Regions from separate parts of the Hordeum vulgare genome. Here all the other regions are linked to region 3. The links are chromatin contacts, called in public Hi-C maps. All regions are on one chromosome and are shown on one strand. The core of a region is the stretch at or near the end of the contact, and the rest is flanking DNA. Distances in the headings are between cores, read along the strand shown. Region 1 holds the start of LOC123446835 (probable leucine-rich repeat receptor-like protein kinase At1g35710). Region 2 holds the start of LOC123446833 (probable leucine-rich repeat receptor-like protein kinase At1g35710). Region 3 holds the start of LOC123446827 (5-amino-6-(5-phospho-D-ribitylamino)uracil phosphatase, chloroplastic-like).

The links. Hi-C and Micro-C count contacts between places; a contact is called where the count stands out from the background.
Region 1: a contact with region 3 is called in a Hi-C map of leaf, with 7 times the contacts expected there. The contact joins the promoter of LOC123446835 here to the promoter of LOC123446827 in region 3. A contact is called at or near these places in 1 of 6 Hi-C or Micro-C datasets (leaf) and 1 of 1 datasets of contacts at active chromatin or transcription factors (embryo).
Region 2: a Hi-C map of leaf shows a contact between it and region 3, with 5 times the contacts expected there. The contact joins the promoter of LOC123446833 here to the promoter of LOC123446827 in region 3. A contact is called at or near these places in 3 of 6 Hi-C or Micro-C datasets (leaf and seedling).

What each region holds. Positions count from the first base shown.
Region 1 is chr4H:2,002,111-2,006,606 of MorexV3_pseudomolecules_assembly, forward strand. LOC123446835 (probable leucine-rich repeat receptor-like protein kinase At1g35710) reads right to left here and starts at 1,402. Exons shown (of 2, transcript XM_045123374.1): 1 at 1-1,402. The coding sequence starts at 1,350. LOC123446836 reads right to left here. Exons shown (of 3, transcript XM_045123375.1): 3 at 3,890-4,348. The coding sequence ends at 4,130.
Region 2 is chr4H:1,974,380-1,978,867 of MorexV3_pseudomolecules_assembly, forward strand. LOC123446833 (probable leucine-rich repeat receptor-like protein kinase At1g35710) reads right to left here and starts at 2,860. Exons shown (of 2, transcript XM_045123373.1): 1 at 1-2,860. The coding sequence starts at 2,816.
Region 3 is chr4H:1,676,930-1,681,245 of MorexV3_pseudomolecules_assembly, forward strand. LOC123446827 (5-amino-6-(5-phospho-D-ribitylamino)uracil phosphatase, chloroplastic-like) reads right to left here and starts at 1,784. Exons shown (of 2, transcript XM_045123369.1): 1 at 1,544-1,784; 2 at 1-1,185. The coding sequence starts at 1,027.

The DNA of each region.
Region 1 (4,496 bases), core at 152-2,651, 320 kb after region 3:
GTACAAGGTAGTGAGCTTGGTCAAATTTCCGAAGGTGTTGGGGATGGAACCCGTGAGTTTGTTTCGTTCAAGTGCCAAGCCTTTCAAATTCACAAGGGAACCTAGTTCTTGAGGAATATGCCCAGAGAATTGGTTATCATATAAGTACAAGGCAGTGAGCTTGGTCAAATTTCCGAAGGTGTTGGGGATGGAACCCGTGAGTTTGTTTCGTTCAAGTGCCAAGCCTTTCAAATTCACAAGGGAACCTAGTTCTTGTGGAATATGCCCGGAGAATTGGTTATCATGTAAGTACAAGGTAGTGAGATTGGTCATATTTCCAAAGGTGTTGGGGATGGAACCGGTTAATTGGTTGTTGTGAAGCGACAACACTTGCAAATTCACAAGGGAACCTAGTTCTCGAGGAGCATGTCCAGAGAATTGATTACCATAGAGATACAATGTAGTGAGCTTTGTCAAATTTCCAAAGGAACGGGGGATAGAACCCGTGAGTCTGTTTTTGGAAAGTTCCAAGTCTTTCAGATTCACCAAGGAACCAAGTTGTCGAGGAACATGTCCAGATAGTTGGTTATCCCATAGGTACAATCCGGTGAGGTTAATCAAACTCCCAAAGGTATCGGGGATGGAACCCATGAGATTGTTGTTGCTAAGTGCTAACTCATGTAGTTTCACCATGTAACCTAGTTCTCGAGGAAGGTATCCGGATAACTGATTACCATCAAGGTACAAGATAGTGAGCCTAGTGCAATTCCCTAGGCTTGTTGGAACGGAACCCGTGAGGTTGTTGGTGGAAAAATCTAACCTGGTGAGCTTCTTTAGGTAACCTAGTTCGTTGGGTATAGGACCAGACAAGTGGTTGTTTGACAAGTCCAATCCAACGAGACTCTCTAGTTGTTTTATTTGCCTCGGTAATTCACCGGAGAGTTCATTCCCCTGGAGCAGCAGGTGCCGCAGGTTTGGCAAGGATGATGCTAAAGCGGGTGGAAAGGGGCCTCTTATCTGATTGTAGGGTAGTCGGATGCTCGTGAGAGTATGCAACGCCGTGAAGTTGAGGTCTTCCAGCCTGGCTCTCAGCCGCAGCCCCCGAAGAGTGATCTCGGTGATGCTTGCTTGATGCTCGCCACACCTGATGCCGTACCAGCCGCATGGCCGTGTTGTGGTGTTTCCCCAGGACCGCAGCTGGGCCGGGGGGCTCTCTATGGTGGCTTTCCAGGCGAGGAGGGCTCTCGCCTGTTCTTCCAGGAGGGATGGTGGTGGTGCCGCCAGCGCCATGGCATGGGGAAACGACGCTAGCAGAAGGAGAGTGAGAGAGATGAACTTTAGGTGAGGGGAGGTCGCCATGGCTAGTCGCATGACAGGAGTAGCTAGCTAGAAGCTAGGTAGGTTCTTGGTTTGTGGGTGCCCATGAAACTCCACGGAGTCCTCTTATATAGTAGGGCGCACCTCCATATATAGGTGTACCTCGATCGATCTCACCATGGGACAGGAGGCGAGAGACAGCTCCGCGTACGACCCGAGACTATCACTTCCATGGAGTCATCGCAAGATGAAGACGACGTTCGAGATTCGATGCGTGGAATGGTATACGCAAATAAATTGGTGTATGTATATGCCGTGAAGGATTGGGCTCTCGTATCGTCCATGCGTATGTACGTCAAACATTCTATTATTACTCTGACTCGCTGATTGTATCTGTGTCAAAAACACACTGTGTCAAAAACACACTGTGTCCACGTAAATTGGATCCTGAGAATCATATATATATACTACAAGAGTAGATTTTTTTGGACTGGTATAAACGCTGATCCAGACAGGTCGTACGATGCCCTGGAGCTCCATGGTAGGTGGGGAGGTAGGTTATTATCGGGTTTGTGCCGGTGGAGCTCCATGCATGGAGTGTCGATCTCTTCTTATAGGGAGGGCCTCTCATCATGGGGCCTGAGGGGAGAGACAGCCGGAGACTAGCACTTTCATGGAGTCGTGGGAGGAAGAAGACGAGACTCACTCACTCCGTGCGTCCGACTCCGACGCTGCGTGGATCGTCGTCGTATGCTTGCGTGGTATACGCGCGCGGACTGGTGTATGCCGTACGTGAAGGGCTGGGCTCCACGCCTCCGTTTTGGTGATTCAAGTAATCTTTGGAACAAGACAGCTGCCACATTAATTAGTACTATCATAAAGAAAAGAAAATTAAATATTACAAAAAATATTATATAGGAAAAATGATTTGTTCTGAAAATTGGTCACAATTTTATAGTAATATTTATTTTGGTCAATAATAATTCCTATTTTTGAGCGGGGGAAACATCCACATAGGTGCATTGCCAAAAAACAATTGTTTCACAACGCCCAATATCATGGGCCATGCAGAGCGGTGTGGAAATGAAAATGGGTCACCATTAAAACGCACCAAAATATACCACCTTCGACCCATGATCAAAACATTTCAAGAAGAATGCTCAGAAAATGAACCTCATCACAATTGCTTATGGAACTGCTGCTGGTCGGTGGAAAGGCTAACGGTAGGAGGGGGATCGCTGTTGGTCGAACCATCACGACGACGGCAGATCTCCCTTTAATAGTAGAGAGATATATATGTGTGCAACAAAACTCACGAGGTTAGTAGTTGGGTTTGGTGGACGCACAGCCTCCACGTCTCCTCCATGGTCGTGGCTAATTGGATTTCTGACGATTCATTTTGTTTGTTGGACACATAATTTAGCGCCGACTTTGCCGTTTGTGACTGCTTCATTAATTAACTAACTCCCAACGTCTGAAAATATTTATCATAAAAATAAATGTATGCAGATGTATTTTATTTTTAGATACATCCATTTTTATCCATTACGACATGTTATGAAACTTATCAAGTTTCTGCTAGCATGGCATAGTTCGTGTTCTTGTCGGTCGACGTGCTTGTTGCAGATGCTGACGCAGTCGAACCGCCGCCTGTCTGCTGCAAGGCTTGGGGTGGACGGAGCTTGCTCTCCCGCGCTGAATAGATGGACTAAGGCAGTGGCATACCTAGCGGTTGTGCCTGGTGTGCCCCGGCAGACCCGGAATTTTGGGAAACAATTTTCACCATGTAATAACAGTTAGTTTTCAAGGCCACCCCAAGCCAATTGAAAGAGACCTTTTTTTTTCTTTAAGTGTGTACACCCTCTGTTTTATTTCTGGATTCGTCACTGGAGGAAGGAATTGGCTGGATGGCCCGAAATTACGAATAAGGTTGTTTTTCATTCAGCTACTGTATATTCACTTTTAGGTCATCTCTGCATTAGAGGCGACTGTTTTGAAATTTTGTTGGTTCAAGGTTCTCACTAAAGGGTGAAGTCACCTACAAGGCCATATCTGCCCTGTTCATTAAGATCAATATGCGCCGAGTTCAATCTAATTTGATTGGGCGTTTGACTTGATTGTTGTGGTTCATCTTTCTCATGTTGTGTGTGGACTGCAATGAGTTTATGGAACAAGAAGTGAGACAGTGACACAAGTTATCTGCAACGAGAACAAAGGTTGGCGGGTCACGGGTCGCATCTCATCAAGCAAGATTCAGTTCATGGCGAAGAAAGAAAGAAAGAAGGAAATGGATATCATTGCATTGGCTGTGATGTACAAATCCAAGAGCAAGATTGCAACATGAGTCATGACATTTCTAGTTGCATCATGCAAGGTCATCAGCAGTCTGTTTACCCGAAGGTAGCAACATAGTGTTATATATCACAGCTTAACTGCAACCGCCCAAGGAAAATCACCAGATTGACCAAAGATATAACAAAGAATCACAAACACTCTTGACCAAAGATAACGAGCAAACAAACAAGAATCTCGAAAGAATCCACATCAGGAAACCACGCATTTCCACAGACATCCAAAAGGACCAAACCGCGTATAATCCAAAATGCCTTCTTTCTCTTTAACCACCATCACAGCATACCATGCCAACCAGAGGTACCAACTGCCATCATAGCAAAAACAACTACGCACTACAGTTCACCATCATCTCAGTCTCAGATTCTCAGAAAGCAGCTAACAAGGCGGACATGCAGTTCGGCGACATAGGAAAACTTATTATCATCATCATCGTCATGTGCAGCAAGGAAGTAAAGCCAGGACGGGACCGACCCATGCATCAGTCGACCACCTCCTCCGTCTTCTTGGGCTTCGACAGGAGGTACCAGCCCAGGGCGCTCAGCCCGGCAATGGTGCCTGCCAGCACCGCGTAGTTCCTGTTCTTGTCGGTCGACGTGCCTGCTGCGGATGCCGACGCAGTCGAACCGCCAACGCCAGTGTTCACGTCCCCTGCTGCAGCGCTTGCGGTGGACGGAGCTTGCTCTCCAGTGCTGGGACCCTGCAACAGTTCACAGCAGCACTCCTCAGTTCCACAAACCACACACACAGGACATATTTATTTAGTAGTGTATCTCAACTTACAACAATTTACAGCACTTGTAAGCTTCAGAAACCACACAGAACATATATAGTACAGTATTGCATTT
Region 2 (4,488 bases), core at 1,610-4,109, 300 kb after region 3:
GTGGCTAGTACAAGTATTTTGTATCCTTTCCTCTTGCCTTTGCTCTGAGTTACACTATTACAAGGGGGTAATCCATTCACCACACCACATAGCATCTTATTATGCTTGAACCACTGGTTTGGAGATCGTTGGAAGACCTTACTCTCCGGGACCGGCCCTTCCAATTCATTATAAGATACATCAATGGATGTCAAGCTTTCCATATTCTGAAATGATGATGGGATGGAACCATTTAGTTCGTTGTGTGAAAGATTCAGAGTATCTAGCATGATCAAACCACTAAGTTGGCCAGGTATTGCCCCAATAAATGAATTTTCACTTAAATCCAGTTCATGTAAATTGCCCAATAAGCCTAGCTCGGCATGGATGTTTCCTACGAAGTTATTGTGATTCAACTTCAAAAGGCGAAGCTTCAAACAATGCTCAACTGAATCTTGTACCGAACCATTTAGGTTATTTGGTGACAAATCCAGTAACTCCAGACTTGATAGTGCTCCGATTTCTTGTGGAATGCTTCCGTGGAAAAAATTGTCCGCGAGGCTCAAGTTGAACAATTTTTTTAGATTGCCTAGTGCACTTGGGAGCACTCCTTCAAGCTTGTTTGATGAAAGGTCAAGTAACCCTAGTTGAGATAGTTGCCCCATACTTGTGGGTATTTCCCCTGTAAGGTTGTTGTTTGAGATTCTTAGCATCTGAAGATTATGGCAACCCCCCCAGTGATAAGATAACTGACCAAATAAATTGTTTGAGCTCATATCTATGTAGACAAGGTTTGGATAGACCCCCATCTCAGAAATATCTCCTTCTATTTGGTTCCTTTCAAGACGAACACGGACAAGGCTTCTGCAGTTTACCAAACTTGATGGCAAAGGGCCATTGAGATTGTTGTCAAATGCGGTTAATGTCTTGAGCATGCCGCCAACACACAAGTTAGGTGGCAATTGACCAGAGAGATTGTTACTATCAAGTTGTACATATTGGAGATCCATTAAGGTACCAATTTCTTGTGGAACATGTCCGGAGAATTGATTATCATCAAGGTATAAGGTATTGAGCTTGGTCATATTTCCAAAGGTATTGGGGATGGAACCCTTGAGTTTGTTTTTGTCAAGTTCCAGGTCTTCTAGATTCACCAAGTAACCGAGTTCTCGAGGAATGCCCCCTGAAAGTTGGTTTTGCCCTAGGTTCAAGGTAGTGAGCTTGGTCAAGTTTCCCAAGGCATCGGGGATGGAACCCAAGAGTTTGTTTTTGTGAAGTTCCAAATCTTCTAGATTCACCAAGGACCCTAGTTCTCGGGGAACATGCCCGGAAAGTTGGTTATCATATAGGTACAAGGTAGTGAGCCTGGTCAAATTTCCAAAGGTATTGGGGATGGAACCCAATAGTTTGTTTCTGTGAAGTGTCAAGTCTTCTAGGTTCACTAGGGAACCTAATTCTTGAGGAACATCTCCGGAGAGTAAGTTACGGTGAAGGTACAAGGTAGTGAGCTTGTTCAAATTTCCAAAGGTATCGGGGATGGAGCCCGTGAGTTGGTTGTTTTGAAGCAACAGGTGTTTGAAATTCAGCAAGGAACCTAGTTCTCGAGGAACAAGTCCAGAGAGTTGGTTATCATATAGGTACAAGGTAGTGAGATTGGTCAAATTTACAAAGGTATTGGGGATGGATCCCGTGAGTGTGTTGTTGCTAAGAGCAAACAATTCTAGATTTACTAGGGAACCTAGTTCTTGTGGAATATGCCCGGAGAATTGGTTATCATGTAAGTACAAGGTAGTGAGATTGGTCATATTTCCAAAGGTGTTGGGGATGGAACCGGTTAATTGGTTGTTGTGAAGCGACAACACTTGCAAATTCACAAGGGAACCTAGTTCTCGAGGAGCATGTCCAGAGAATTGATTACCATGGAGATACAATGTAGTGAGCTTTGTGAAATTTCCAAAGGAACGTGGGATAGAACCCGTGATTCTGTTTTTGGAAAGTTCCAAGTCTTTCAGATTCACCAAGGAACTAAGTTGTCGAGGAACATGTCCAGATAGTTGGTTATCCCATAGGTACAATCCGGTGAGGTTAATCAAACTCCCAAAGGTATCGGGGATGGAACCCATGAGATTGTTGTTGCTAAGTGCTAACTCATGTAGTTTCACCATGTAACCTAGTTCTCGAGGAAGGTATCCGGATAACTGATTACCATCAAGGTACAAGATAGTGAGCCTAGTGCAATTCCCTAGGCTTGTTGGAACGGAACCCGTGAGGTTGTTGGTGGAAAAATCTAACCTGGTGAGCTTCTTTAGGTAACCTAGTTCAGTGGGTATAGGACCAGACAAGTGGTTGTTTGACAAGTCCAATCCAACGAGACTCTCTAGTTGTTTTATTTGCGTGGGTATTTCACCGGAGAGTTCATTCCCCTGGAGCAGCAGGTGCCGCAGGTTTGGCAAGGATGATGCTAAAGCGGGTGGAAAGGGGCCCCTTATCTGATTGTAGGGTAGTCGGATGCTCGTGAGAGTATGCAACACCGTGAAGTTGAGGGCGTCCAGCTCCGATCTCAGTCGCAACCCCCTTAGAGTGATCTCGGTGATGCTTGCTTGATGCTCGCCACACCTGATGCCATACCAGCCGCATGGCCGTGTTGTGGTGTTTCCCCAGGACCGCAGCTGGGCCGGGGGGCTCTCTATGGTGGCTTTCCAGGCGAGGAGGGCTCCTGCCTGTTCTTCTAGGAGGCGTGGGGGTGGTGCCGCCATGGCCCCGGGACCGGGAGACGAGGCTAGGAGGAGGAGGGCGAGCCAGACAAGCTTTAGGTGAGGGGAGGTCTCCATGTCCATGGCGGCTGGAGTAGCTAGCTAGGTTATTGGTTCTGTGCCAGCTGTTAAACTGAACTGATCCGTGGGAGTGTTGATCTTATGTAGGTGCACCTCTCATCGATCATGCTTAGGTGAGAGAGACTAGCACGGTAGCACCCAGTCGTTCCAACAAGACGGCAACAAGAATGCTGTACGTACGCTGACTGGTCTATGGCGTCTATGGCTGGAATTCTGTTACTCTCTCTCAACTAAACTGCTCAAGTATCAAAAAAATGTGTCCACGCAAAAATGGATCCTGGAATTAATTTTTGTCTGTGGGCTGCGGCGTAGATTTATTGGCCTATCGCTGTTAGTGGAGAATCGAGAAATTAAGTCGCTGGTTGATTCCCTGCTGAAAAATACACTGCCGATTTATTGGACTACTTGTGAGTGATATGGTTGGACTCTGACTCGAGGCTACAACACTTGGACAGCAGATGTTGTGCTTCCGGCAGCATGCAAAGGGAATATATATATATATATATATATATATATATATATATATATATATATATATATATATATATATATATACAACAACATGCCGACATGCATGTTTCTCGATCGAGTTTAATTTACAAGTAATGTATACGATTGTGTTGTACTACCACGTAATCTGTCATCTGTGTGCTTGAAGAATGTTACTATTTATTATTACTAGATGATGCCCCGCGCGTTGCCGCGGGAATTTTGTAGCACATGATGTTAAGAAATAAATGCAAAACTATTAAGTTGAATAATACTGGATGATGGTATTGGATACAAAATAAACTTCTGACGTCTCACTCGATATCACATTTCTCTAGGTTTACAAAGTATATATAAACCGTCTAACAAACCACTTGTATTACCCTAATGATGTCCAACATGATGTAAATCAAGGCATGCTAATGAAAAATTGGATATACTGCTTGATAATTGAAGCGCCTCCTAGGTGATATTTTATAGTGACATAACTGCCTTATTGTAGCCAACGCTTGCTATTTTGAACTATATTTATAGTGACATAACTGCCTTACTGTTAATAATTTTCGTTTATGTGTCATAACACTTCTTAACTGGATTATATGGGTATGTAGAGTAGAGATGGCCAAAGTATTTTCCATCTGAGCATATATGGCAAATCAAGACATGTTTGCATCTTTTCTGCACCTTTCTGTAGACATCCATGAGCGTGTATGGCAAATGTGAGATATATGTATTTAAATGTGGGATACCAACTGTCCGGAGGAATAATAGAGGAAACTCTCTCATACATGAACACTGCAATGCAATTTGAGAATACACAAAATTAATGCAAAATCAAACAGAATATTGTTGATCAAAATCTATAGAAAATTTGTCCTATATGCCTTTGTTGAAGTAAATAAGTTAACTAACCTGCAAAGGAAAAAAATAAGGATACACAAAATGGATGCTAAAGCAAACTGAATACTGTTGGTCAAAATCTATGGTAAAATTGGTCTATGTCTTCGTCGAAGTAAATAAGTTAACTGACCATTCACAATCTCCTTAGTAGCGTCATCTTGGTAAACTGTAACTGTGCACATCATATACTGAACCATACTATGATGGGTGATGTGTAAAACAATTATTCAGTATATATCAAGTATATAGATGAGTATTGTACTTGATTCTTGGTTCTATTAATCCT
Region 3 (4,316 bases), core at 534-3,033:
GCTCGTCGAGCCGCTTCACCACGAGGTCGGCGGCGCTGAGCTCGTAGGCGGGGTGCTTGCTCGCGACGGCCACGCACTTCATGCGGGCGTCGTGCGCGGCCTCCACGGCCGAGTTGGAGTTGCCAAACACGACGCAGCGCTCGGGGATGAAGCCAAGCAGCTGCGCGGCATAGAGGAACAGCTCGGGGTCGGGCTTGCCCCGGTACACGTCCTCGGCGGCCACGACGGCGTCGAAGAAGCCCCGGGCGCCGACGGCCTCGATGGCCGCCTCGACGGCCTTGCGGGGCCGCGTGGAGGCGACGGCGAGGGGGATCTTGTAGTTGACGAGCGTGCTCATGAACTCCCTCGACCCGTCCCGCATCTGGCTGGCCGCGCCGCGGAGCCCGCCGTGGATCTCCTCCTTGCGTGCCGCCAGGCGGCGGAGCTCCGAGGGGTCCCGGGACCAGCAGAGAACCTCGGAGACGGCATGCTCGGCTTTCATCCCCTCGACCCGCCGAAGGACGAATGCTGGCGGCGGCGACTTGCCCTCCTCCTCGGCCAGGGTCAGCCACGCCTGCCGCTCCAGCCGCGTGTCGTCCTCCACAACCACGCCCTCCCACTCGAAGATGACGCCGACCCAACCACAGCCCATGCGCTCGAGACGCATCAGGGGGTTGTGCAGGCTGGGGTCGTCGGCCCTGTTCCGTGGCGGCCACGACGGCGTTGCCGCTGGGGGAGCATCATCGGTCCCCAGGCCGCCGGTGTCGCCCTCTCCCGGGATCCCCCGGAACTCCTTCCGCGGGACGGCCTCCTTGGTGAACCCGACCGCGGCCAGGGCCCTGGCCGGCCAGTCGGCAAGCCGCCTCGCGGGCTGCCTCGTGGGCACCACCCGTGCCACGAGGCGGCGGCCGGCGAAGGCAGTGCCCAGGTGGCGGCAGCTGACGACATGGAGCGTCCTGCGCGCGTGGATCCCCTTCGGCCGGTGGTGGTCGAAGGGGTGGTGGGCGATGAAGGAGGTGCTGGCGCTGACCGTGTCCACCATCATCATGGCTGCCGCTGGATCCGCCCGAATCGCCCACCTACCGGTCGATCAATCAAGAAGGAGGAGGGAGAGCCAAACGACGAGATCCCTGAGCCGCCGGGCAAATCCTTCCTCCGCCCCAACCCCTCCGCCGTGTCGCTGCTGATTCCGATTCCGATTCCGCTCTGCAAGAAGAGGAAGAAGCAGGAACGAAACCCGGTCAGAACCCAATCCGCCGCAGAGAGAAGAAGAAGAAGAGAAAATCCATGGCAGGAATCGAAGGAAACAGAGCAGCCACGGGAGCAGCCAGCACCTAATAATAATTCTCTCAATCAACGGGGAGGCAGGCAGCAGATAAACAAAGAAAGACAGAAAGAAACCAAAGCAAACGCGGATGGATTCGATTTGGGGATTGTTGCGCCGATCTTTCTATCTATAGATATAGGTGGCCACCGCTCCGCTGGATTCGATTCGGTTGGGTTGGGTCGGGTCCTCTCCGAGGGGAGCTGGGCGGAGCGGAGGGGAGAGGATAAGGGACCGTACCGTGGGTTCCCGGCGGCGAGGGAGGCGGTGGGTGGATTGGGGAAGGAAGCAGGCGACCGGAGATAGCTTGTGGTTCGTTCCTTCCTTGGTCTCTTCTTCTCCGCCACGCGATCGATTGATTGGTAGAAGGAAAGGAAGGATTTTTCTATTGGTCTCTGGTGTCCGGTCCCGTGGTGGTGGTGGTGGTGGTGGTGGTGGTGGAGGAGGAAGGAGAGACGAGTCCCCGGCCCACGCGCGACACGTCGCCCAAACGTGCGGCCCTCCCGCGGCCATGGAATTACCCGGCGGCTTCCTACTTTTTTTTTTTCCTTCTCTTCCACCCGTCGAAGCGGGTCGGCATCTACAAACGATTTTGATGGCAAGTCCTTTTACAAAAATCCAAGCTATCTACTAAGCGAAGCCAACACACATCCAAGTTGTTTTGCGATGCTCAACTACAGAAAGAGTAGCCGTAAAGGAATATTACGTAACACCCTAAAATTTTAATCATGGTTTTATTTATTTTAAAATTTGGCCATGACATTTTTAAATTTTTGTTTTGGGGCTTTTCTATGGATTTCAGATCCATTGCTTTTCTCTGAATTATAAAGATTTCTCCTCCCGGTAGGAGTTTTTGAAAAATATGTTATGACTTGAATGCTGGCCTTAGTATTTCTTCTTTCATTTGGCAAGTTCAGTGAAAGCCTTTTTATAAATATTTTTGCCAAGTTGCATTTATTCAAAAATGTCTTTTGATTTCTTTAAGGGCCTAATTTGAACTGTAACCATTTGGTAACTTCATTTAAAAATTTCACAAAAATTTGTTGATGACCTATGATGTTCCTCGATCAATCTTATGGAAAAAAAACCTAGCCAAGTATTTTGGAAAAATCGAGTACATTATCTTCTTTTCTATTCGGTCCAATTTGGTGTTTTGAACTACAACCCCTGGATATACTCTTTCAAAAACTCAAAAAAATGGGAGATGTCAAGGGGTGCATACAAATCACTTTTATGCAAAAATCCACTTTGGTCTTTTTAAAATGTTGAGCACCACATCCTCTTTTCTGTTCTGGACCAGTTTGCCAGTTTGCACTGCATCCCTATTATTTTCTGCACCAAACACATGTAGAGGCATTTTTTGAGACCATGTTATAACACCATTTTAATTCTGTCAGGAACTGAACTTTTACAAAACTTGCACTAGGAAGTTTTTGTTTTGCCAAAACCAACCATGCCATCATCATTAGCTTCCAATTTTGGTTGGGAGCAAGACCATATAGAAGCCCATGGCAATCAGTCGAACACCTTATATCCCTGACCAGAATTGGCATGCTTTTTAGTATGTACTGTGAAGTTGCCCTAATAACCAAGCCAACATGTCCACTAGCCCTACACCACTCTCATCAATGGATCTGGTAAGTTTCATTTGCACCCAAGCCCTCTAAGACACTCTGGCATTCTGTCGAGCAGGTGTCGTGTGTGCATAGAGCGCGAGCAGAGCGCACATATTGCACGCACCCGCAGCCGTGTCGTCGCGTCCCACCTACAGCAACCCGACCCTTGCTCGCTCGAAGAAACACGCTCCGACCCCTCCTAGGCCGCAGAGACACTCCGACAACCCCGGCGTCGCTCACGGCCGCCGCAGCAGCCACCTTGGCGGCTAGCCGACGACAACTTCTGCCTTCTGCCATGGCAGCACCACCTAAGTGGCCGCAACTTGCTAGCTCGCCAACATGAGCACAAGGGGGCTCGTCCGCTAGCACCCTGACATCGCCGGCCATCGCCACGTCGTCTGCAGCCAACAGTGGCGGGCAGACGCCATTCTTATCCACGGCCGTCGTTGAACCGACCTTGCCGCCTATTTAAGGGACCCCCCAGGCTCAAACAAACCATCAGACGACCCCCTGCCATCCCTCTCGAGCTCCCATAGCAAGCAATCGACCGGGGGAGATCATCTTTAGCACATCCGGTGGTTTCGGCCGCCACAGCACCCCGGTCAAATTCCACCAAAATAGAGCCCCACTCGCTCCTCCCGCGCCACCATCCGCTCTACCTCAACCCCGCGGAGCCACCCCACCTCTCAGCATGGACCAAGAACCACCCTAGCTCGAATCCCCATCTGACCCGAAGCCGTCGCTGGTACGTCTCCGTCGTATCTACTTTTCCGAACTCTTTTGCCCTTGTTTTGGACTCTAATTTGCATGATTTGAATGGAACCAACCCGGACTAACGCTGTTTTCAGCAGAATTGCCATGGTGTTGTTTTTGCGCAGAAATAACATATATTGACGAGAACCGACCTTGCAGAATTTACGGAGAATTTTTGTGGAATATATCAAAAATACTGGCGCAAGAATCAACGGAGAAAGTGGAGCGTGGAGCATACAAGCCCACCTAGCGTGGGCCCCCCTGGCCGCGCCTGGCAGGCTTGTGGGCCCCACAAAACTCCACCGCCTCCAATCTCAGGTATATTTAGTCCCTTTCGTCCGGAAAAAAAATCAAGGAGAAGAGTTCATCACGTTTTACGATACGGAGGCGCCGCCACCTCCTGTTCTTCTTCTAGAGGGCAGATCTGGAGTCCGTTCTGGGCTCTAGAGAGGGGAAATTGTCGCCATCATCATCACCAACCTTCCTTCATCGCGAATTCCATGATGCTCTTCACCGTTCGTGAGTAATCTCATCGTAGGCTTGCTGGACGGTGATGGGTTGGATGAGATCTATCATGTAATCGAGTTAGTTTTAACGGGGATTGATCCCTAGTATCCACTATGTTCTGAGATTGATGTTGCTAC